7 separate regions of the Mus musculus genome follow, and all the other regions are linked to region 2. The links are chromatin contacts, called in public HiChIP or PLAC-seq and promoter capture Hi-C maps. All regions are on one chromosome and are shown on one strand. Each heading gives the region's core, a stretch centred on a gene start, on an enhancer-like site or on the middle of the called end of the contact. The rest is flanking DNA. Distances are from core to core; before and after follow the strand shown. Region 1 holds the start of Rmdn3 (regulator of microtubule dynamics 3). Region 2 holds the start of Ubr1 (ubiquitin protein ligase E3 component n-recognin 1). Region 3 holds the start of Exd1 (exonuclease 3'-5' domain containing 1). Region 4 holds the start of Ino80 (INO80 complex subunit). Region 5 holds the start of Rtf1 (RTF1, Paf1/RNA polymerase II complex component). Region 6 holds the start of Zfyve19 (zinc finger, FYVE domain containing 19). Region 7 holds the start of Spata5l1 (spermatogenesis associated 5-like 1).

The links. Promoter capture Hi-C pulls out the DNA fragments that hold promoters and counts their contacts. HiChIP or PLAC-seq counts read pairs in DNA pulled down with a chosen protein or histone mark. Capture Hi-C pulls out chosen DNA fragments and counts their contacts.
Region 1: a promoter capture Hi-C map of liver shows a contact between it and region 2, with 2.4 times the contacts expected there. The contact joins the promoter of Rmdn3 here to the promoter of Ubr1 in region 2. A contact is called at or near these places in 1 of 39 promoter capture datasets (liver) and 1 of 9 other capture datasets (liver).
Region 3: a contact with region 2 is called in a promoter capture Hi-C map of pre-B cells, with 2.2 times the contacts expected there. The contact joins the promoter of Exd1 here to the promoter of Ubr1 in region 2. A contact is called at or near these places in 1 of 39 promoter capture datasets (pre-B cells), 1 of 115 datasets of contacts at active chromatin or transcription factors (astrocytes) and 1 of 9 other capture datasets (adipose tissue).
Region 4: a contact with region 2 is called in a promoter capture Hi-C map of liver, with 3 times the contacts expected there. The contact joins the promoter of Ino80 here to the promoter of Ubr1 in region 2. A contact is called at or near these places in 1 of 39 promoter capture datasets (liver), 2 of 115 datasets of contacts at active chromatin or transcription factors (astrocytes and pancreatic cancer cells) and 2 of 9 other capture datasets (adipose tissue and liver).
Region 5: a contact with region 2 is called in a promoter capture Hi-C map of pre-B cells, with 2.1 times the contacts expected there. The contact joins the promoter of Rtf1 here to the promoter of Ubr1 in region 2. A contact is called at or near these places in 2 of 39 promoter capture datasets (liver and pre-B cells), 1 of 484 Hi-C or Micro-C datasets (B cells), 1 of 115 datasets of contacts at active chromatin or transcription factors (astrocytes) and 1 of 9 other capture datasets (liver).
Region 6: a promoter capture Hi-C map of liver shows a contact between it and region 2, with 4 times the contacts expected there. The contact joins the promoter of Zfyve19 here to the promoter of Ubr1 in region 2. A contact is called at or near these places in 1 of 39 promoter capture datasets (liver), 1 of 115 datasets of contacts at active chromatin or transcription factors (microglia) and 2 of 9 other capture datasets (adipose tissue and liver).
Region 7: a FOXA1 HiChIP or PLAC-seq map of pancreatic cancer cells shows a contact between it and region 2. The contact joins the promoter of Spata5l1 here to the promoter of Ubr1 in region 2. A contact is called at or near these places in 1 of 39 promoter capture datasets (pre-B cells) and 1 of 115 datasets of contacts at active chromatin or transcription factors (pancreatic cancer cells).

The regions. Positions count from the first base shown.
Region 1 is chr2:119,155,547-119,158,919 of GRCm38.p6, reverse strand. It overlaps Rmdn3 (regulator of microtubule dynamics 3), which reads left to right and starts at 1,886. Exons shown (of 13, transcript NM_001033136.3): 1 at 1,886-2,013; 2 at 2,369-2,562. The coding sequence starts at 2,376.
Region 2 is chr2:120,968,985-120,972,006 of GRCm38.p6, reverse strand. It overlaps Ubr1 (ubiquitin protein ligase E3 component n-recognin 1), which reads left to right and starts at 1,292. Exons shown (of 47, transcript NM_009461.2): 1 at 1,292-1,485. The coding sequence starts at 1,405.
Region 3 is chr2:119,546,279-119,549,726 of GRCm38.p6, reverse strand. Exd1 (exonuclease 3'-5' domain containing 1) reads left to right here and starts at 2,100. Exons shown (of 13, transcript NM_172857.2): 1 at 2,100-2,720; 2 at 2,845-2,938. Chp1 (calcineurin-like EF hand protein 1) reads right to left here and starts at 2,020. Exons shown (of 7, transcript NM_019769.3): 1 at 1,810-2,020. The coding sequence starts at 1,876.
Region 4 is chr2:119,476,206-119,479,676 of GRCm38.p6, reverse strand. It overlaps Ino80 (INO80 complex subunit), which reads left to right and starts at 1,990. Exons shown (of 36, transcript NM_026574.4): 1 at 1,990-2,298.
Region 5 is chr2:119,673,283-119,676,428 of GRCm38.p6, reverse strand. Rtf1 (RTF1, Paf1/RNA polymerase II complex component) reads right to left here and starts at 1,361. Exons shown (of 18, transcript NM_030112.2): 1 at 1,149-1,361. The coding sequence starts at 1,361.
Region 6 is chr2:119,207,129-119,210,480 of GRCm38.p6, reverse strand. It overlaps Zfyve19 (zinc finger, FYVE domain containing 19), which reads right to left and starts at 1,761. Exons shown (of 11, transcript NM_028054.3): 1 at 1,298-1,761. The coding sequence starts at 1,351. It overlaps Dnajc17 (DnaJ heat shock protein family (Hsp40) member C17), which reads left to right and starts at 1,686. Exons shown (of 11, transcript NM_139139.2): 1 at 1,686-1,793. The coding sequence starts at 1,716.
Region 7 is chr2:122,629,286-122,632,354 of GRCm38.p6, reverse strand. Spata5l1 (spermatogenesis associated 5-like 1) reads right to left here and starts at 1,730. Exons shown (of 3, transcript NM_001033256.4): 1 at 596-1,730. The coding sequence starts at 1,669.

The DNA of each region.
Region 1 (3,373 bases), core at 637-3,136, 1.8 Mb after region 2:
AAAATGTTTTTGTTTTTTTGTTTTTGTTTTTTCGAGACAGGGTTTCTCTGTATAGCTTTGGCTGTCCTGGAACTCACTCTGTAGACCAGGCTGGCCTCGAACTCAGAAATCCACCTGTCTCTGCCTTCTAAGTGCTGGGATTAAAGACATGTGCCACTACTACCAGCCTGGCTCCAAAATGTTTAATAACAGTTTAATAACATTTAATAATTTAATAAATGTTATTTATTTATTTATTTATTTATTTATCGAGACAGGGTTTCTCTGTATAGCCCTGGCTGTCCTGGAATTCCCTCTGTAGACCAGGCTGGCCTTGAACTCAGAAATCTGCCTGCCTCTGCCTCCCAAATGCTGGGATTAAACAAATGTTTAATAACATTTAATAATAAATGTTTAAGACAGCGGCAGGTGGATTGCTGTGAGTTCAAGACCCTCCTGGTCTACAAAGAGAGTTCTAGGGGCTGGCAAGATGGCTCAGTGGTTAAGAGCGTCACCTGCTCTTCCGAAGGTCCCAAGTTCAAATCCCAGCAACCACATGGTGGCTCACAACCATCCATAATGAAATCTGATGCCCTCTTCTGGAGTAGCTGAGGACAGCTACAGTGTACTTACATATAATAAATAAATAAATCTTAGAGAGAGAGAGAGAGAGAGAGAGAGAGAGAGAGAGAGAGAGAGAGTTAGTTCTAAAGCAGCCAGCACCATACAGAAAAACCCCATCTCAACAAACAAACCAACCAACCCAAAACAAAAACTCAAACCAAGAAACAAAAAAGACAGTGGAGGGCTGGAGAGATGGCTCAGTGGTTAAGAGCACTGACTGCTTTTCCAGATGTCCTGAGTTCAATACCCAGCAACCACATGGTGGCTCACCACAACCATCTGTGATGGATTTTGATCCCCTCTTCTGGTGCTGTCTGAAGACATCTAGAGTGTACTCATATACATAAAATAAATAAATAAATCTTTGAAAAAAAAAGAGACAGTGGGATTATCTAAGTCCTCTAAAACCTGTGTCTATCTTAAAATGGTGAGATACTTTATATTATATTCATTTATATATGAATACATTTGGAGGCAGACAAATCTGTAGTCTTGAATTTGGAAGGCCAAAGCAGAAGGCCAGAGACGCCAAAGCTTGGCTTTATGACAAAGACCATATCCCAGCTTTTGGCAGAGTTGGGGTTCAGAAGGCTCACAAGATCGAGGTCTCTCTGTGCTACAGAGCGAATTCAAAGCTAACTTCAGCAACTTGAGGTCTGGTCTCAAAATTTAAAAGTCCCCCCTCCTCAAAATAAAAAAAAAAAAGTTTGATGATGTGGTTCAGTGGCACAGCACTTGCCAGTCTGGGCTATATAGTGATCCCCTGACTTAATAAAGCAGCAACATACAAAGCAAAGATAGCAGAAATGGTATGTATCAGACCCAGTTTCTCTGTGGAGCCCTGGCTGTCCTGAAGCTTGCTCTGTAGACTATACAGTCCTGATTAGATTCGAACTCGCAATGATCCTCCTGGTCCAGGGGCCCTGGCTTGAAGAGGATTTTTGAAAACTTGTAGGAGTCCCAGCGATGTAGGGACATCTTATCGATAACCAACAACTTACTCCAATTTCATCTAGCAGTGGCGCTGTTGTTTGGGGTTTGACTGGAAAAATCGGTAAACGACTCAGCTGAAAATAAAGCCAGTGTTAAGAAGAGGTGGGGGTGGTGGCATCTTCCAGGTATAAGCAGCGTGAGATTTGCGGAGCACATTCTGGCCGTAGCACCGGGTAAAGTCCACCCAGAGGCTCGGACACTAGACAGCCCAACCCACCTTCGCGGCCCCGGTAACCGCACAGCGTCCATTCGCCGATGTAGCCCCGCCCACAGAACCCGGGTGGGAGGCAGAGCCTCGTGCGTCATCTCCACGCGCGTCTCACCGTGCGCGGAGCAGGTGGCGCGGATTAAGGACGTCAAAATCATTGACAGAGTGAAAGCGCGGTGCCTGCTGCTGCCATGGTGGCTGGTGGCTGGGTAAGGGTCTGAGTTGGTCTCCTGCGGGCCCAGCGTGGCTTCGGGGGGCGCCGGAAGGCCGAGAGTGTGCAGCCGGCTGCGAGGTTGTCACGTACAGGGTGTTGGGAGGCCAGGGGCGCGGAAGCCGGACTGCACTGGGCAGGGGCGCGTTGGACCGGCGCTGCTGCCTCTTGGCAGGGCGTCCGTCTGCGCCGGGGGCTGCGGCACCCGCGGGCTGGACCTGGGTGAGCCGGGGGCTGCGGCACCGTCCGGCCGGACCTGGGTGAGGCCGTGGCTAACGGGTTCTGCCTCGGGGGTGGAGGGCCGGCCTCATGACTCTCTCTCGGTTCGCTCCTGTTTCTTACGCGGGCTGCAGGTACACTATGTCTAGACTGGGGGCCCTGGGCGGCTCCCGCGCCGGGTTGGGACTGTTACTTGGTACTGCCGCCGGCCTTGGATTCCTGTGCGTCCTTTACAGCCAGCGATGGAAACGGACCCAGCGCCATGGCCGGAGTCACAGTCTGCCCAACTCCCTGGACTATGCGCAGGCTTCAGAGCGTGGACGCCAGGGTAAGAGCACAGGTCATAACTTACTGATGGCACTGGGGCTCGGGCTGTCTTTCGCAGAGCAGGATGGCGGGGCAGTGGAAAGGCTGAGTTTCACAGTTTTAGGAAAAACTCACCAAAAAGGAAAGCTGTGCCCTTTCCTCCGATTCCAGGAAAGCTTGGTGCAGGACTGTAGCTTTCACTTTTAGTTCTGGTCGCGCCCATGAATGTGTACGGAGGGCATTTGAGAAGTGCTGGGTGAGGGGTGTGTTTGACAGAGGAAGAGTCTGAAAGAAGGAAAAAGAAATAATCTCATTGGAATTAAAAGTTCTGGTGGCGTGAATATATGTATCCAGATATGAAGTCGTGTTTGGAGAGTAATCCAAGTTTGAAAAATCCCTTTTATGAAGAAAGATTCATAGGGATTGTGTAACTTTCTCGAGGTTGTTACAGAGTAAGAGGTAAAGCTGGACCCAGTCGTCTGGTCCAGTGGACTTTCCACAGCACAGGCTGAGAGCACATTCATGCAACTCAAGCCAAATGGTTGAAAGCCAGCAGTGACAGATGAAATGGATTTCGTTTTGTAAAAAGTCTTCAGGTTAAGTCATTTAAGCAGAGCAGCTGGGGCTTTGAATCGCTCCCCTTATTTGGGTGACAGAGGCTCGTGTAGCCCCCCTCGTTCCGTGCTGATTGGAAATGTTTTCTGTGACCACTGCACTCATATATCTTCTGATTCAGTGCTAACTGGGAATGTGAGTTCTGCAAGAGTGTCTGCGCACTTATCACCCTAGGTTGCAGCTGTCAGCGTCTGATAACATAGTGGTAACGTGGCAGG
Region 2 (3,022 bases), core at 43-2,542:
CGGCTTACAGGCATGTAAACAATATAACATCTTAAACATTTTTCCTTTCTTTTTCTCTTTTTGAGATGGGGTCTCACCACATAGCTCTGGAGTAGACTAGGCTAGCCTTGAATTCAGAGATCCACCTGCCTCTGGTTCTGGAGTGCTTAAAGGTGGGTGCCATTACACCAGGCATAAACAGCATTTAAAATGAAAATTAACTCGGTAAACAAATGTTATCCAAAATGTGAGAATTTCCAAATTTCTTAAGTTCCAATTTAATAGAAGGGTAGGTGTGTTTTAGTTCTGCCTCTATCTATAGTCAGTCATGTGTTGCTTTGGTTGGTGTATGTGAAGAAAATTTGACCTTACAGATCTAAAAAAAAAAAAAAGCCAGGTGGTGGTGGCGCACACCTTTTTAACCCCAGCACTTGGGAGGCAGAGGCAGGCGGATTTCTGAGTTCGAGGCCAGCCTGGTCTACAAAGTGAGTTCCAGGACAGCCAGGACTATACAGAGAAACCCTGTCTCAAAAACAAAAACAAAAAAACAAAACAAAACAAAAACAAAAACAAAACAAAACCCACTTCCATGGCAGGTGAGATGGTAGAAAACCAATCCCCTCAAATTGTCCTTTGATCTCTAAACATGATCCACACACACACACACACACACACACACACACACACACACACACAGAGAGAGAGAGAGAGAGACACAGACACAAGTCGCTAAAGTATATATATAAATTTAAAAAGGGACCAGGTGGCTGACATCTGTCACTTGGAATGCAGAGGTAGGAGGAATGCGTGGTATTGGAGGCTATTATTCGTTTCGTAAAAACTAAACCAAACTAAACAAAAAACAAAAACAAAAACAGAGGACACTAAATTAGCTCTTTATCACCTTTGTCCTCCAACCCTGGTCTTGGCCTTGGGTGTTTTCTCTTGGTTCAGAGCTATTCCTTCGCACTATGCATAGATGCACAAATGCAGGAATTTGTAGTCTGTGGCAACAGTTTCCCCTCGATGTTTCCGTACATCTACCTTGTTCTTTTCATGGGGTATTCCATAACGGGGATGTATTCAGTTTGTCTTCCCTTACCGACGGATGGACTAGGTTTCTCGGTTTTGTCATCTCACCACCCCTGCCCCGGGGTTAAGGGATGGCGACAAAGCTGTGAGGTCTTCCCTCGGGGATCAGCCCTGGTGGAGCAGGGCTAACTAACCATCAGGGGCGGAAACCTCCGGCTTGGCAGGTCGGCAGCCTGCTTCCGGGAAGCCGACCGGAAGCCGCTCCGGGTGCTGCGACAAACCTGACTTCAGGGGCCGTCGTAAAAGTGTCGTCCCTGTCGCGTCGGGCCGGCCACAGGTTTCCGCTAGCTGGCGGCCGGGGGTCGGGAACTGCGGGCGTTCGTTTCCCTTAAGATGGCGGACGAAGAGATGGACGGCGCCGAGAGGATGGACGTCAGCCCGGAGCCTCCCCTGGCCCCGCAGCGGCCGGCATCGGTGAGTCTTCATCTGCTAGCGCCTTTTGTCCTCTCCACCAACAGCTTCCCACCGCGCCTGGGAGGGTTTGGGGCTCCGCTTTCTATGGCGGCACTGGGGAAGGGGAGTCCTAGGATTGAAGGATCGACCCTCCCTCCCCCGATAAAGTTAGTCGTCTCCTACACACATTCCTGCCAGCCAGGTCTACGGAGTTTAATGACTGTCATCTATTAAGTCTCAACGTGCTCAGACACGCATGTCTCTATTTTGAAGTAGAAAGAACTCGTGCACATTTAGGTGGGTTTGATGTAGGAGCTGAGATGAGGTTGGAGAAGGCCATTTTTCGGTAGACGCATTGCTGACCCCTCTTGTTGATAGGCATCGGGACCCGGACCAGCACCTGGTGTGATATAGCATTGTCGGGTGGACTTGATAGTGGCAGTGAGTGTTGCGGCTGGCAAGGCATGGCCAGATATCCATTATTGCAGCGTCTTGAGAACCTTCGATCTGGCCCCCAGTGAGGGAAATTTGTCATTTGTCATGCCTTTTATATATGAGAAGGGACATTTCAAACGAGAGAATACTGGAATCTATACTTGGCTATTAGATTTTTGAAGGGCTGAGAAAGGAGAGGTAGAATAAAATTGAGTCAACAGTCTGGCTGCGTGGAGAATACGAACAGAGTAGGCTGAAAGGTGGGGTAATGTTCACAAATGTTCTGATGTGGTCCCTTCAGATAACTAGAAGGGAGGGAGGTCCTTAGGAAGTACTCACTATTGATCACAACATGTTTTATCAGTTTGTCTATAGCTGCATATGGAAAAGTGTGGGAAACATACCCGCACCCACGCAAACCCATTGTATATACACATACCTGTTAGTGAAGTTGTTTGTAGTTTTAATAAACTCATTCTTGGCTTACTTTACCCCAGCAGACTCTAGAACATTATTTTATGAGACAAGAGAATGACTCAGAAATAAGTCAACCACGGAGACTAGAGAGAATGTCTGTAAGATAAAAAACCATCAGGGACAGAGTTGGAATAAGACTATATGCACTAGATCAGCACTTGGCAGTCTTCCTCCTCCATCCCAAAAAGCAGTTGAAACTCACTTCACCACTGGTAATGTAGCTTAGATGAAAACAGCTAGAAAATGTTTCCAAGTAGATAAACTGGTTTGTTTGTTTGTTTGTTTGTTTGGTTGGTTTTGGTTTTGGTTTTTTTAGTGCTAGGGAGAAAACTCCAGGCCTTATGCATGCTAGGCAAGGGCTCTTCTTCTGAGCTATAGGTTAAGATAGAGAGATCATTTACTTTCAGGAGTTCCAGGCAAACCCCGGACTAGACTGTGAAACTCCATCTAAAAACAAAAATAGAAAAAAAGATTCATAGATAGAATCATGTGCTTTTTTTGTTTGTTTGTAATCTAGTGCGTTATAGTCAGAATAGTTGTAGTTTCCTATTGCCAAAGATGAGTAATGTTTATTTAAATCGTTGCTATGTTAATTCTTTCCCACTAGCACTGTAAAACCCCATTAATAAAACCATAAAACATCCAT
Region 3 (3,448 bases), core at 851-3,350, 1.4 Mb after region 2:
GTTACTGTTGGGTAACCAGGATAATAGTTCTTACATGATCACTTAGGTTTGTCCATGAGTCACAAGGAAAAACAACTCAGTCCTACACCCAGGACTAATGAAATTGGAATGACATCACTGTCCCATTCATTCTGAAAAGAAAACAGCTTTTCCTCAATTAAGCATGGTGGCTCATACTTATATTCCCAGCACTTGGGGGGGCTGAAGCAAGAGGACTGTCATGAGTTTGAAACCAGCCTGGGCTATGTAGTGAATTTTTCTGTTTGTCTTGTTTTGTGTTGTATTTTGTTTTTCATGACAGAGTTTCCCTCTGTAGCCCTAGCTATCTTGGAGCCTGTTATGTAGATCAGGCTGATCTCAAATTCTGCTCCCTTTGGAGTGTTGGGATTAAAGGTATGGACACCACCAGGCCCAGTTTATGTAGTGAATTCTAAGCAAGTCTGGGCTACAAGGTAAGATCTTGTATCAAAAAACAAAAGAAAACAAAACAATAGCTTGCTCCATACTCACTATACTTCCCCATGACGTGACTCTGGGCTTTAAACATAATCAGAGAGAAGTCATTACATTTACAAGTAGGGTCAGAGGTAAAAGCTTGCTAAATCCAACTGTGTGCATTTTTACTCATGGAATCCTTAAGCGTGACTGGCCAAACTCTATAAAAAGCTAAGTATTCTCTGTCATTCACTCAAAATTGGCCACATATTAGTAAGGGATTAAAAGCAAAGCAACCTGACAGGGGGTGGGGCTAGACCACATCTCTTTCAACCTGAATACTCTAGAAAGTTTAACTTGTCAGACAGCCAGAACAACTTGTCATTTACCCAAGGACTCATTCCTGGAGAATTCCGTAGTTCCCTGTACTCCTTGGCACGATCTGCCACTGGGTTATTTGCTCACATTATCATCAAAGACAGGTACCATGAAGACATGGCTTACGAAAATCAAAGAGAGCCGCAAAGGATCACTGAGAAAGCATTGTAGCCATACAATTGTATCATACACTACCAAGGGCCTTTCAAAGGTATGGAGGTGTTTTCTGTGCTTCTCAATTCCCAAAGCCCTGTTGCTCCTTTGTTCAGGTTAACAAGGAAGAAACTAGAGTATGTATGTTTCTGGTACAAATTCACAGATTTTGGAGTACATCCAATTTCAATATCAATTGCATAAAGTACAGCAACACAGCAGATATCAATATATATAAAAATAGGACAAATGTCTTCACTGTGTCTTTAAACCTTGACCACTATACCCGTGGCTTTTCTCCAACGATTCAGATTTAAAAGCCTCACTCGGGTTTTTGGACTCTTGATTGCTTAGAGGTCTTCAGTTCCTGGTCACAAGCCTTTCTCTATGATCTTCTTTGTTGAGTTTTTCCCTGTGTGTGATTTTAGTAGTTTTAGCTCTTGCTCAGAAACCTCATTAGGATGTATAACGTTTTCTCCAGGAACCATTCACATTTCCTGGATTTGCTTCTACTTTATCTACTGTTCAGGATGCTTCTGTAGGAGGAACCATAAGGAAGAAAATTCGCGGACCTTCACGGGCAAGAGTGGAGTGGTGGTGTCTGTGCTCGAGATTCCGGGCTTTTGAGCAAGACAGCACCGGAGGAACCACATCCCGGCTCCAAGAAGCTACAGATGAACGTACAGGTATTCTAGCCTTCGGTTACCCAAAGCACCGGAGGCTGCATGGGACCATCCCAACAAAGTCACCGCACCCCAGATCAAGCCCTCAGCGACGACCGCTGTCAGTACTGAGGCCAGCCGAAGGCGCCGGGCCGCCTTCCCACCCCCAACCCGAACTCACAGCCAGTCTCCTTCTTGATCTCCTCGAGCTCTTCGTCCCGCAATAACGTGGAGGCCCGAGACCCCATCACCGTGACGGGAGCTCCTCCGGGAGCGGCAGCGCCAGAAGCAGCAGCGGCAGAAGGGAAGGAGGGAGGGAAGGGCCAGGGGTCAAGAAGGGAGAGGGCACTGTTTCTCTTGCGGCCCGGGGAGAGAAACAAGGGGTGGAGCGCGGGGGAGGGCGGCCCGACACCAGCCAATCGGGAGCGAGGCCGCGCCCTGCGCAGGCGCTAACGTCAAAGCTTGGCTCTCGAGCCCGGAATGAATCAGCCCGGAGGCTGCGGGAGTCCGAAGGGAAGCAGGCCCCGCCCCGCGGAACCAGGGCAGCCGCCGGACTTAAAGCGGCGATACCGCTGTGGCGCTAGGGACTGCACTTAAAAGGGCAGTGCGGTCTCGCCACTGTGTTCGAACAAACCAGAGGCAAACTCACTAGGGTAGCCAGCAGGTTTTTCACAGGACTCAGGTACCAGGAGTCCCACCCTACAGGTGACGGAGACTCAGGAGAGAAACCAAACCCACGAAACGAGGGACAAAACCCTAAGGTGGATCCCCAGAGTAGTGCAGTGCACTCTTTCTTGCTCGCTCTCCATCTCTCTGTATCTCTCTATCTCTTTTTCTCCCTCCTTTCTCCTCTCCTCTCCTCTCACTCTCACTCCCCTGGTCCTAAGAATAGGGAGTCCACAGCCACTGTGGCCCAGCACGCCTAGAGACTGCATCTTTCCTGCGCTCCTCCCCCCGGCCGCAGGGGGCGCTGAGAGCCGCCTGGGGTTTGCATGGCTCCTGGCAGCATCTTTTCTGCTCTCTCTACCCCGGCCGCAGGGGGCGCTGGGAATGGGCTCGAGGCTGCGCGCTGATTGGCTCCTCCGGAAAGAGGCAAGTAATTCACCCGGAGGGCGAGGGCGTGGTCGGCTCTGCGGCTTCAGTGGCTGGCGTTGAGAACTTTTTTGCGTCAAAGCTGTGCCGGGATAACTCCCAGAATTTTTTTTTTTTTTAACAGTAGTCCCTCGTTAGTTTAAGGAACTCACCATTTGACTAGAATTAAGGTCGGAATTTCTCAAACTCCTTTGCTGTGGGGACAGAGGACCCTGAAGGTGAGAAAGATTGTGACCGAGCACGGTTTATTTATTTGGATTTTTTCTTGTCTTAAAAATTAGGATTTTTAAGCCTGGCCAAGACTAGTCAGGGCTTTTCTGGAAAAGAGAATCATTTCTCCACTTCTAGAAAGGGTTTTACAGGCTCAGGCTGTCCTGAGCATAAACTCCTAATTCTCCCATGAGTGGCAAATCTTTAAACAGGATTTCCCAATATTGCCTAGGCTGGGCTCAACTTGCATCTTTCCTGCTTTCACCTAACAACTGCTGGCTTACGGTTTAAAAATCCGAATTTTTTTTCTTTTTGGTTTTTCGAGACAGGGTTTCTCTGTGTAGCCCTGGCTGATCTGGAACTCAGTATGTACATCAGGCTGGTCTTTAAGTTAACAGAGATCCACCTGCCTCTGCCTTCCAAGAGCTGGGATCAAAGCCAGGTGCATTTTATTCTTCTGGTATTTTGTTTGTGCTGATGAAAAAGCTGAAAGCTGCATGTTAGTGTACACCCTCTCA
Region 4 (3,471 bases), core at 741-3,240, 1.5 Mb after region 2:
CACTAGATGGGGCCTTTGGGTTTCAGCTCTAAGGATAGTGTTCAGGAGTGCTAGAATATCAGCCCAAATGAGGTGCTGGGTAAGTGAAATGGAGGCAAACACAGTTCTCATCTGGGATCGATTATCTTGACAGGGCTAGTACTGTTACAATGAAACTGATCAGAAGTGGAACAGAGAGAACACATCCATGTAATTCCATTTTGGTTTTTTCCTTCGTGGGTACTGGTGGCACCTTGCCCAACTGGGCAGCTGATATGTGGGGGAGCGTATCCGGACAATTTTTCCGAATTGTCCTCCCTGAAGCCAAGCTCGTGGTGAGGGAACCATTTTTGAGCATTTGCGATTCCTTCCAATTTTGAAGTAGGGCAACATCAGGCTTTATGCCTCTCGAAACAGGATCTCTGCATCAGTACTGAGCAGGCTATTTTGGCAAAATAACACAAGGCTTTCTGGAGTTCTTCTTTCCACTTGTCTTCTCTCTTTAAAAAAAGATGGGCTTCTTTCTACTTGCTTTGATTCTTGCAGAATTATTTTTGTAATTTAAAAAGATCGCCTGTGTGTATATATATCACACGCACACGCCACAGCATGTATGTGGTGGTCTGAGGACAGTAAGCAGGAGTCAGCTCTCTACTTGTACCATGTGGGTTCTGGTCTGGTTATCAGAATTGGTGACAAGTGACTGTGTCTGCTGAGCTGTCTAGCCAGACCCTCTTATAAAGTGTTACTGTTAAACTTTGTGAACATTTAAGGTCTTGTTTACGGACACTTTTTCTCCTGAACTTAAAGCATATCGAGGCCAAGAAACATTAAAAAAAAAAAAAAAAAAAAAAAAAGAGCCGGGCGTGGCAGCGCACGCCTTTAGTCCCAGCAAGCGGATTTCTGAGTTCGAGGCCAGCCTGGTCTACAAAGTGCGGTTCCAGGACAGCCAGGGCTACACAGAAAAACCCTGTCTCGAAAAACAAACAAACAAAAAAAAACAAGACATTTTTTAAATAATCATTTTCTAGACTTTAATTTTAAGCAGTTCAGTTCCAAAGGATGCAACTTGGACCCAACTGGAGTTGCACAAGGCACAGTACAGGCAAAACAGATAATATTAAACAAGCGATTCTTGCAGAAAACGAAAGGGTGAAGTCCAACAATTCTATATACGTCTTGGAAACGAGTGGATTAAGTGCAGAAGACTGCATGATGGCGCACACTGTAACCTCAGTCCTCGGGAGGCTGAGGCAGGAGACATCCCCCGAGCTTGACGCTAGCTAGCCTGGGCTATTAACCAAACCCAGACAAAATAACCATGAAACAACCGCCCCGCCCCGCCCCGCCCGCCCCAGCTCTGCGGTTGCTCGAGTGTGGGCAGGGCGACTCACCCCACTGGGGAAATGGAAAGTGCATGGAAGGTGAAAGCGCCTTCGTGCCAACGGTCTCGGGCCGAAGGGGGACAGTGTCGTCAGGAAGACGACCAGGAGACGTCTCCAAGTTGGCTCTTACAAGGATCCATCCCCGCCCGAGCTGGCCTCGGGGTAGGCCAGCACTACCTGGAGAAAACTTCCAGCGACAACGCCAAGCAGTCCCTCCCACCTGCAGGACCAAAATGAGTCCCTGGTTTTTGGGCGGTTTCCATTGACGTTACTTCCGGAAAAGTAACCTTTCTGTGGCAGTTGCAGGGCCGCTGAGCTCTCGCGACATCTCCTCCCGCGAGATCTGCTTGCTCACTCTAGCGATGACATCCTCCTCCTCCTCCCCGTCGCCTTTCGGCAATCTTCGCCAGTCCCAGCCCCGACCAATCTGCACTCAGATAGTATAGATGAGGGTCTCCCCCAGAACCCCGGTCCGCGCGGGGCGTCGGGCGGCGGCAGCGGGGTACAAGCTGCACGAGGCCGCCCGTAGCGGCACGGTCGGCGGACACGGGCTAGCGACTAGCAGTGGGCGTGGGCGGGGCAGGGCTAAGCCGGCCGAGTACCTGCTCGATTGTTCTGGCCTGGCTATGGCGCCTCTCCTCCCCCCCGCCATGGCTCCCCGTGTCCCTGCTCCGCTCCTCTCAGTGAGTGAAAGTGGCCGCCGCCGCCGCCGGCCCAGCGCCCGCAGCCGCCTCAGCGCCGCCGCCATCTTGGGGTCCCAGGAGCCGCCGAGGGAGCGAGCTAGGAGCGTTCCCGTCCAACGCAGTCACCGTCCCTCGGCCTCCGAGAGCGAAGCGCGGCTCCACAGTCGGCGGGGCGACCCCCCCCTCCGGACCCCGCCCGCCCCCCGCCCCCCCTCCGCCGCCGCCGCGGCGGCGGGGCCCCTCGGCCCGAGGTGAGGTTGAGAAGACGTGGGCGGGTGGACGGAGGGGGTGTCGTGTAGGCCCCTGTGCGCCCCTCTCTGCGGGCGACGACTGGGCCGCTTCTTAAAGGGGCCGTCGCCCCCGGCCCTGGGGTTTGTTGGGGTTAGAGAGGATGGGTGTGGACACTCCCCATAGGGTTGGGACCTCAGAGACCTGGGCCTCGGCTCTCCTGTCGTGTATCTCTGGCTCTCCGGGGTTATGGGTGACCTCGGCCACCCGAGGAAGCCCGTGGAGCACCCACACGTGGGGAGTGTTAGGCCAGGTGCACGTGGGACCCGGTGGGGCGGTGTCGCTCTAACACGTGTGTGGGTTTGGGAGTGGGGAGGGGCAGGGCGGAGGCTTGTCGGGCTGGACCAGGAACCGGACGAGGGTTCTACCTGTCAATTCAAACGAATGAGATCTATGGACTGGATAGAGTATCAGTTTAATGGGGAGCGAGCCACGGTTACGGGCGAATGATGCAAGTTGCTAGTTGGTGTTAGACGGGGACAGGCTAACACGTGCACAGACTTAGAAATGTGTCTGTGACAGCACTTCTGGGTTTTCGAGGCGTTTGCAGTGCGTCTCAGCAAGTGTCATCTTACTTTGACAATTCCTTCTTGAGCTTGCTGATGAAAAGTACTACTTCCGTAATCACGGAGGATGGAAGCCCCCTACAGTTTAGAAGTTGGATATTGCCGAAGAAGGCGTTTAACTATTTTAGTTCAGAACCAACTGTGCTCAGGACTCTTTGATTTACATTCTTGTACTTCTTAGGACTCGGGAAGGAATTTGGAGGTTGAACTCCTTAAAACATCGCTGATGATCAGCTTAGTTTTCCCAGTTAGTGATCCATGATTTACATCCCTAATTTTCACTGTGGGTTATTGATGCTTCCTTTCTTCCGGTCGTGTCTTTTTTTTTTTTTTTTTTTTTCTTTTTCCTGTTTGTTTTTTGTTTTTGGCCTGGATGGCCGGGAACTTGATATCCTCCTGCCTTAGCGTCCATGGTGCTAAGATTATAACTGCACTTCCATCTCTGGCTTTTTTTTTTTTCCCCCGAAGGAGTAACATCTTTATCAGATATGATTGCAGCTCAAGTGAATCAGGCACAGTTCAGAAAATTTCAGTATTTGCAGACTGTACACCTATCACCACCATTTAACA
Region 5 (3,146 bases), core at 112-2,611, 1.3 Mb after region 2:
TCCCTTTTCAAGTCCTAATTAAACCTGAGACCTCTAGTCTATTACTAAGGACTCCCAAGAAGCCTTTTATACAAATACTTTGTAGTTTATACCAACATTTTTTATTATAAACATTTGTTTTATGCAACTGTCCAATTCAATACATGAGGCTGATATTATATGTCCATTTTACAGTGGAAACCAAAGGTAAATGGCTAGAAAGAAATTAGGAATCAGAATTACAGATTCTGAGTTTAGTACTCAATCTACTCCATTTATAAAGCTTCCTACCCTTCCTTTATGTCATTTACTCATGAAACATGGAGGAAATCATCTCCTGATACCATCAGAGTACTACTACACAAACAGCTTCCTCCCTGCAGTGTTTTTTTAAAGTACAGAAGCAATGCCGGGTACTCCAAGACGCTAAAGCCACAAGTTACTTTCAGTACTTCTCAGATCTTCAAGTGAAAAAGAATTCTATGCTGCTGCATAAAAGAGGCTGAGCGCTTGGAACACAGTCTCTCTCTGCTGCCCTACAATTCAAACTTCCAGTTATCTGCCCTCTCTCCTCCTCCAAAGAGTTTTTTGTCAGACATCCCAACGAGAACCCATTTCGACCGTAAATGATCATAGTCTCCCCCCCACCCCAAGCACCACGAAAGCTCTTCGGGACATGTATGGGTGTCTCTCCTATGTCCACATGCCTGGTCTGAAAAACTTCACCTTCCAGAGTCCACACCTTCTAGACAAATTTTCCCTCCCACCGCCCCATGCTCACCCTTGCACCTCCTCCAAAATCTCTCAGCCATTGGGGTTGGCGGGCGATACTTCCTATCTCGCCCAGCCCGAATCTCCCTGCCTGCAGTCATGACGTCCCGATCCGGCCCAAGCAGACAGCGGCCCCCTTCAGTACCCCAAACCCCGAGGCCCATCAGCCCAATTCCCTGCCCCGCCTCCCGGCCCAAGGCGCCAAGTCCTCGGGGCTCTGTCTCCAGGCCTGGCCCGGGCTCCAAGGGCCTAAGATTCAGCGGGGAGACAGGAAGGGACTACAGTAGCGGGACGGACACCAGGCTGGCCGGGCGCTCGGGCCGGGCGACTCCCAGCTCCCGTGGCCAGGACTGAGCCCTCCCGCTCTGCCGGCCCGCGCCTCCGCGGCCTGCCCTCACCTGATCCAGGTTCTCGTCACTGCCGCTGTCTTCCGTATCCGAGTCGATCACGACACGGCCTTTCCGCTTCTTTACCATGGTGGTCCCCCGGCTTCCACGCCGGACGCCGCCCTGACTCCCCTCTTGCCCGCCTGCCAGTGGGACCGCCACTGCCGCCGCCGCCACCGCCGCCGCCACCGCCGCCGCTCGACCCACACAAAGGCGACCGCGCATGCGCGCTCCGCTCCGCCCCTAGCCCCGCCCCCCGCCTGGCGCACGCCGTTCGCCGGCGCCTGGCGCCCCGCCCCGCCCCACCTCCGACGCAGCGCGAGGGGCGGAGCCACGCGCCCGAGGGTTCCGGACCAACGCTCCCTGATCTAGCTGTCCGGAAGCTTCTGCAGTGTTGGAGTTGTAGGCTGCCCAGGAGTTCCCTACTTGAAGCGAATTTGAGCCTCCGGACCAGGGTCCACTCTGAGGAAACTCATCCATCTCCAGCCCTGGAATGCGGCCTCAGGGACCACCCGCATAGTCGACAGCCCCTGGAAATTGCTGAGAGCTTGGGTGGAGGAGCCAGAGTCCGCCTGCCTGGGCTGTTATTAGTGACAGCCTAAATGCGACCCAAAAACTAGGGAAGACTATTCCAGCGATAATCGGAGAACTCAGATTCATTGTAGGGAAGGACCAGGTGTCGGGGTGTGGGATGAGCAGAGAGGTGGCCCGGGAAGAAAGCAGTAATTTAATGAGCTATGCTAAGTAGTTTCAAACTCGCTTGAGTGTCCTGGGTCTTTGGTAAGGAACGACAGTGACTTCAACACTGGAAGAGAATGAGAATAGAGAAATAGATGGGTTCTGAATTATTTGCTAGTTGGGGCGCAGAGGAGGCAGAGGTTTCAGATTCTGATTTAGGAAGATGAGTGTGAGCTTTGTCAAGAAAATATGACAGAGGTTTGGAAGGGAAGAGGGCTGTATAGGAAATGTTTTATGTCGTTGAATTTGAAGTCATCTGACAAAAAGGTCAACGCTGGGAATGCATTTTTATATATTATTTATGTGCAGCAGGGTTTATATTAGGGAGTATTAACAGTTACAATTTGAAGTTGTTCTCAAGTCTTAGAACGCACTGGTTCACTCATTCTGATAGACAACTTTAGAATTCAAATCTTTCTCGACTAAGTTGATGAGGTCTTGCTTTCTTACTATCCCACTTTGACTCTCTAAGTTATTTTTCTCAGCTCAACTACAGTACACATCACATCCCTTGCCAGGTGTGGTAATTATAAACCCATATTTTTAGATACTTGGAAGGTTAAGACAGGAAGAACATAAGGAACACAAGTTCAAGGCCTGCCTAAGTCTGCATAATGAGTCCAAGGCTAAGACCCTGTCTTAGTCGATCAATCAATATATAAATAAATACCAGGCAATGGTGGCCCATGCCTTTAATCTCAGGACTTGAAAGGCAGAGGTGGGCAGATCTCTGCATTCCAGGCCAGCCTGTCTACAAATCAAGTTTCAGAACAGCAAGAGCTGTTGTACGTAGAAATCCTGTCTTGAAATGCAAGAGGAGGAAGAAGAAGGTGAAGGAGGAGGAGGAATAAGAAGAAATAAAGTATTGGATATAGCTCAGTAGTAGTGCTTACAAGCATATGTAAGGCTCTAGGTTTAATATTCATCATTAAAAGCAACAATAGCCGGGTAGTGGTGGCACATGCCTGTAATCCCAGCACTTGGGAGGCAAAGCCAGCTGGTCTACAGAGTGAGTTCCAAGACAGCCAGGGCTACACAGAGAAACCTTGTCTCAGAAAACCAAAGGAAAAAAAAAAAGCAATAACAAATGTTCATGCCTCAAAATAGTAACAGCCCCAGAAGAACTCATCAGTCTGAGGCAGAAGAATAACATATTAACAGTCGCTTAGACTACATAGCAAAACCCAGTCATTTGTGTGTAATGTGTGTATATATAATATATATGTATACCTAATATAATACCATCCATAGAGAGAAAACACTCTCTGCTAT
Region 6 (3,352 bases), core at 512-3,011, 1.8 Mb after region 2:
TATAAGAAACAGGAAGCAGGAGGAAGCATGTCTCACCCAGCCCCGATGGCTCTTCTCTGAGACCCTCTAAGCACTCACAGAAAGAAGGAAGTGAAGTTGTGACCAGATTTTGAAGGAAGGAGGAAGAGTGGTATCCCTAGGGTTCTGGCCGAGATGGGTTCAGCAATTCCTTGTTTCCGGAGTCTTATTCAAATTAGATAAAACTTCAGGCAAAATTCACATGCTTTCTACCATTTTCAATTTCTTACCATGGGGGTGTAGTGCAAAGACAAACAAGGCCCAGTGTGTCAGGTCCCTGGCTTGTCAACAAAAAGAATCAGAGTTGGGTGCAGATCCCGTGCTTTCTCTGTTCTGGTAGAGATGGTGGGAGGTTCGCCTCAGGATAGGGTTGTAACAATAGCTTCAATTATTAAGTACTTAGTGTGTGCCAGGCACTAAGCCTGCACCTTAAAATTCATCATTTGTTATAACCATCATCACTTACATACGTCATCATATTTGATCCTGATGCCCACCAGTATTATCTCTATTTTAACAGGGGCCAGTGAAATTACATGACCGTTCAATTAGATCATTCTTTGAATAAGACAGGGCAGCTGAAATTTGAACTCTGACACCAAAATTGATATGTAAGTGCTCCAATCCTATACACCATGAATTCGTCCCATTTACTTCCCTTGCAGCTCACAAGGGGAATGTGGTTGAGAAGAAGGCTTTTTCATTGTGCCCTGGGGAGAAAAGGGCAAGCTGTGGACGGGGCAGGTTTCAGAACAGAGAGCAACCGGCATGCATGGGATGACTTTAAAGACAGAGATGGAGAGAAGGGGAGTGGATAGAATGTAGGTGGAGATTTAAAAAAAAAGTGTAGCTTTTGGAAACTTTACAATTTCTAGGGTCTTTTCAGCTACAGCACCTCACCGAAGCTACTTTACATTTTCTTAATTTACATTATTTCTTTGTGAGTGTATGCGTGCAGACATATGCATATCATGGCATGTGTGTGGAGATCAGAGAATAACTTTCAGGAGTTCTCTCCTTCCACCATGTGGGTCCTGGGGTTCGAACTAAGGTCATCGGGATTTGCAGGAAGTGCTTTTACCTCACTGAACCTCATCAGACCATCATCTTAACCCGGAAACGGGTGGGCATCCGACCCACTTTACAGAGAGGTTAACCGGGTTACTTCATCAAAACCACACAACTGAAAAGAAGCCGTCAAACGGTCTTTAGCCTGCAACTCCCTTCCCTTCGCCCCGCGTCCTCCCTTGGCCCTTCGGCTTTCTGGGAGTACACTCGCCTCCTTCTTGAAGAGGGTGAACTTGACAGCACAGCCGTAGCACCTGCTCTCCATAGCAGTTCTCGGCGCTGCAGAATTGGTAGGTTAGCCTCTCACCAGCGCAGGGTAGGCCTCTCAGACCCTCAGGTTGTGCAGCCCAGTCCCACACGCCCATCGGCGCTGTCCAGGGGCGGCCCAGCGCGGAGAATTCTGACTTTGCACTCACCAAGGCGGGGCGGCAGCGGAGTGGGGCATGCTGGGAGTCGTAGTTCATTCTCCGCAGCGCGCTCCTCCACAGCCAGTCAGACGAGAATCGGAAGGCATCATCCCAGGAGGCTTAGCGCGCTTTTGGGCCGGCTCGGAGCGAGTAAGCCCCGCGCCCACGCACACGCTCAGACTCCTGGGAGTTGTAGTATCAATTCAAGTTTGGACTAGAACCATGGCGGTGACCAAAGAGCTCTTACAAATGGATCTGTACGCGCTGCTCGGCATTGAGGAGAAGGCGGCAGACAAAGAGGTGAGAACTTGATAGGCAAAGCAGTTCTTCGGTCCTCGCGTCAGGGCGCGCGCCTGGCTCCGGCTTTCTATGCTCCGCCCTATCCTGGACCCGGAGCGAGGGACGGCCAATGACTAAAAAGGGGGCCTCCGGGCACTTCCTGAAAGGCTTGAGGACTGGGTTAGGGAGGGAGGCATTGAGAACTCTGAACTGTGTGACCGTGCTGTCCCTTCTGCCACACTGTTTGGAGGCCGGTTGAACCTGAGAGCCCAGGCCTGCTTTTTTGCGCCTGCGCAGCATCAGTTTGTACGCTGAACGTTTTACCTGTCTGTCTGGAGGTGTTTGGTTTTAGTCTGTTTTAACTTCAGGGGGATCCTAGGAAGAAAAGTCTCTAGGCTCTAACTCCTCCCCTCAGCCCCTCTTCTTTTTCTGGATTTGACGTTGAGGCCTAGAACCTAGAGGCCTCAGTTTTCTTTTCCTCTTTTTAAGTATCAGATGTTCCAATGTTGTCAGTGCGTGCTGCTTAGCGGGTTAAACAAGAGGATCAGAAGGTTAAAGCAGGTGGTGTGGGGGTCCACTTATCTCAAGTGCTGTACTTAAGGTTTCTGTTATTTACTCTTAGATTGTGGTGGCAATAGTGACAGTACACGCAGGGGAGTTCATTGGATAAAAAGTAATGCCCACCGGGCTGGGCATAGTGATCCAAGCCTGTAATGCACTTGGGCGCTGGAGGGAGGAGAATCAGGAATTTAAGGTCAACTTCAGTTTCTTGTGGAGTTTAAGGTCAGCTGTCTTAACGTGTTTAAGGTGGGGGGGGGGAAGAGATCCTTTTTATTTATTTATTTTTTCGAGACAGGGTTTCTCTGTATAGCCCTGGCAGTCCTGGAACTCACTTTATAGACCAGGCTGGCCTCGAACTCAGAAATCCGCCTGCCTCTGCCTCCCCAGTACTGGGATTAAAGGCATGCACCACCACCGCCCAGCAAGAGATCTTATCAATGCTCTTATACTTCTGGACTGCTTGTCCAATGCTTGAGTGTCAGAAAGAGTGCTCTGGGGCAGAAAATCAGGGTGATTGGATTCTTCAGTAAAGTTGTGGTCATCCTGCTCAGAAAGCTTCCTGAAGATTTGGCTGAAGTCAAAAATGGATGTAGAAATAAATACTCGTAAAGCACAGGCTTTCTCTTTGCAGCCCTGGCTGTCCTGGAACTCACTCTGTAGACCAGGCTGACCTGGAACTCAGAAATCCACCTGCCTCTGCCTCCCAAGTGCTGGGATTAAAGGTGTGCGCCACCAATGCCCGGCTCTCTCTCTCGCTCTCTCTCTCTCTCTCTCTCTCTCTCTCTCTCTCTCTCTCTCTCTCTCTCTCTCTCTCTCTCTCTCTCTCTCGAAGAAAAGTTGATGTAGCCCTGGCTGTCTTGGAACTTTCTATGTAGATCAGGCTAGTTTTTCCGAACTCACAGCGATAAATCTGCCTCCCAAATGTTAGGATGCCCCGTGCCCTGCTTTTGGGATCCAGGCTTTTTACCTGAATGCTTAGGATCCAAATTCAAATCCTCTGCTTACAGAACAGGCACATT
Region 7 (3,069 bases), core at 481-2,980, 1.7 Mb before region 2:
TCCAGTGGAACAACAGTGGCTAGAATCTCCACAATGAAAACTCTGTATTTCACTGAAGAAGTCTTCGTTGTTTTTTAAGAACACACCAAGTTCTGACAATCTGGGATCAAATAGCAGACTAGATAATCTAGGTCCTTGTTCTTTGGAAGCAGGGCCCTTTAATAGATGGTTCAAGGAAGAAATCCATTCAGGTCCTCCAAAGTCTTAAGAGAATCCTACCACAAATTTTAATTATTATTTAATTACTAATAATTGCTTAGAAATTAAAAAAAAATCACTTGAGTACCAAAGACGCTAAAAAAGCCAGCCCTGACAACGTAGAACAGGAAGCTGGTATCCTGACATTTGAATACATTTAAGGGCTTATGCCTGTTTTTATTCACCTTCCCTGCCTTCTCTTACTGTGACTAAGTTCTCATTCCAAAGGCTATTTCAGTTTAATATGCATGCATCAGGATTAGTTACTTCAACAAAGCAAATGACCATCCTGCTTCCCAGAACGATTTGAACCCAGGTTCTAGCTTGCATGTGACAAGTGATCTACAACTCCTGCCTGACCCAACATTCCAAAAAGGCGAGCTTTCAGGAACTTTACCTCTCTGTCAAACCTGCCCGGCCTGCGAAGCGCTGGGTCTAACTCGTCTGGCCGGTTGGTGGCTCCCACAACCACAAACTCCCTGTCCCTGTGGATGCCGTCCAGCAGCGTCAACACCTGGGCCACCACTCGGCTCTCGGGAGCTCGGTGCGGGCCGCCTCTCCGGGGACACAGGGCATCCACTTCGTCCAGGAAGAGGAGGCTGGGTCCGCGGCTGGCCAGCTCCTGGGCTCGTTGGAAGATGCGCCGCACGTTCTCCTCGGTCTCCCCGGGCCGGGAGCCCTGCAACGCCGGGGCGCTCACCGCCAGCAGCTCGGCGCCAGTCTCGCGCGCCACGGCCCGCACTAACTGGGTCTTGCCCACTCCCGGGGGGCCCGCCAGGAGCACCCCGCGGGGCACAGCCAGCCCCAGCGCGGCTAGGGCGAGCGGGTAGCGCAGCGGCAGGCGGAGCAGCTCCCGTAGGGAGTCGGCGGTCTCCGACAGACCCCCAAGGGTCACCTCCCCGGGAGGCTCGACCTGTGGCGGAGGCTTGTCACTGAGCGTGATGCGGGTATGCGGTGTGACCCACCCGCCGGGCTCTGGGTCCGGTGTCCCGCCCATCACGTGCAGAGCTGCGACAGGGCCGGGGACACCCGGCGGGGTGGTCACCACGTGTCCCCGAGACACAGGCCGGTTGCGCAGCAGCTCGTGCACTACCTCCAGCACCGCGGCGGAACTCGGGGCTCCCGCCTGGGGCCGCAGCACCGGCCACACCTCTAGGCGCCGCAGGGGCGGACAGGGCACGGGTTGCAAGCAGTCCATACCTATCCTCCCCGTGGCCACCCGGGCCCCGGGGCTAGCGCACTGCGGGTCCAGCTGCACAAAGCCATCCACCCTGTCGCGCCGCGGCCAGGCCGTGCAGAGGCAGCAGCCGCCGGCGGGCAACGAGATCCTCAGCGGCGAGCCCAGGCGCGCACCCAAGCTGCGGAAGGCGGCCGGCCCCAGGCGGCAGCGCTGGGTGTCCCGGTCCCGGGGATCCACCGGCAGCAGCTTCAAAAGTTGTCCGTCGGGGAAGGGCCCCGAGTCCGGAGCCATGACTCGGGGAACCACGCCGGGGAAAGCCCGGCAGCAATCCACCCGGCTGCCGGATGCAGGCGGCGCGCATGCGCCAAGAAGGAACAAGCCTCTGATTGACGGTCGAAAGGACTTCTGGGAAAGTGAGAAAAGCCTGGCTCTCCATAAACATCAGACGCCCGGTAGTCGGTCCAAGAGCCTCAATGAAAAGGTCTCCGCTGGCATCTGACAGACATACGGCTGCTCCATTAGGCCATAAGAGTTTTCATTTTGTGAAGTAAAAAGATTTCTTAAGGAAAAAAAGAAAACCCAAACTGCTGACAAGGTGTAACGTGCTTACAGATATAAACAAGGTGTAAATAAAATACCCGCCAAATTAATCATGATACTCGCATCTTATGAAAGATCTTTTATCCTCGTTCCAAAGACTTGGAGCGTCTAGAAATGGGAAAGAAGACATTAATAATAAGACATAATAACCATCTTCAATATGTAAAGGGATGTGTGTGAAAGCTAGCGTGCGTGTGGATAGCTGTGGTAAAGAACTGACCAGGAAACGGAAGTTTAATAGGGTGATCTTAAGAGGTTTTTCTCTGCATATTTTGACCATGGTCGCATGAAAGGTACAGCTGAGAGTCATAACTGATGCCCACTGAGGCAATTAGAGTGAACTTAACCTTTCAGATTTCAGCACTGATTTAAAACAGGGGTAGAGGCTAAGTTAGTGGGGATATGGTGTGGAGGACAGTACATGTTTTTTCGTGTTGCATAAAGAGGCTGATCCCGTTCAGGGCCAAACTATAAAGTTCTCTGACCTTGGCCAAGAAATATACAGCATCCCCACTAAAACAGCCACTCCCCTCCTTGTGTCACAAATATCAGGAAGGGATTGTGTTTCTGGGCCCTCAACTCATTCACACATTCTCAGTAAAACTATAGATTATCTTTCCCAGGCAGCCTTAACCCATCCTGCTCCTCTGAGTCAGACCATTTTCATTGTATTGTTTCAGTCATCCATACATCTGAATTCATCATACTTACAATCTTGCAGGAAACCATTCTAAGCTTGCTGTGATGGTTCATACCTATATCACAACATTTGGGAGACTAAATAAGGATTAGAACAATTTATAGTTCTACCTGGGCTACTTAGTGAGGTCTAGGCAAGCCTAAACTACAGAATGGAGAAAGGTATCGAAAGAAAGAAAGAAAGAAAGAAAGAAAGAGAGAGAGAGAGAGAGAGAGAGAGAGAGAGAGAGAGAGAGAAAGAAAGAAAGAAAGAAAGAAAGAAAGAAAGAAAGAAAGAAAGAAAGAAAGAAAGAAAGAAAGAAAGAAAGAAAGAAAGAAAGAAAGAAAGAAAGAAAAAGAAAACCTTGAAAAGAAAAACATAATAACAGTTCTGTGGTCCTTTTGTTGGTTAC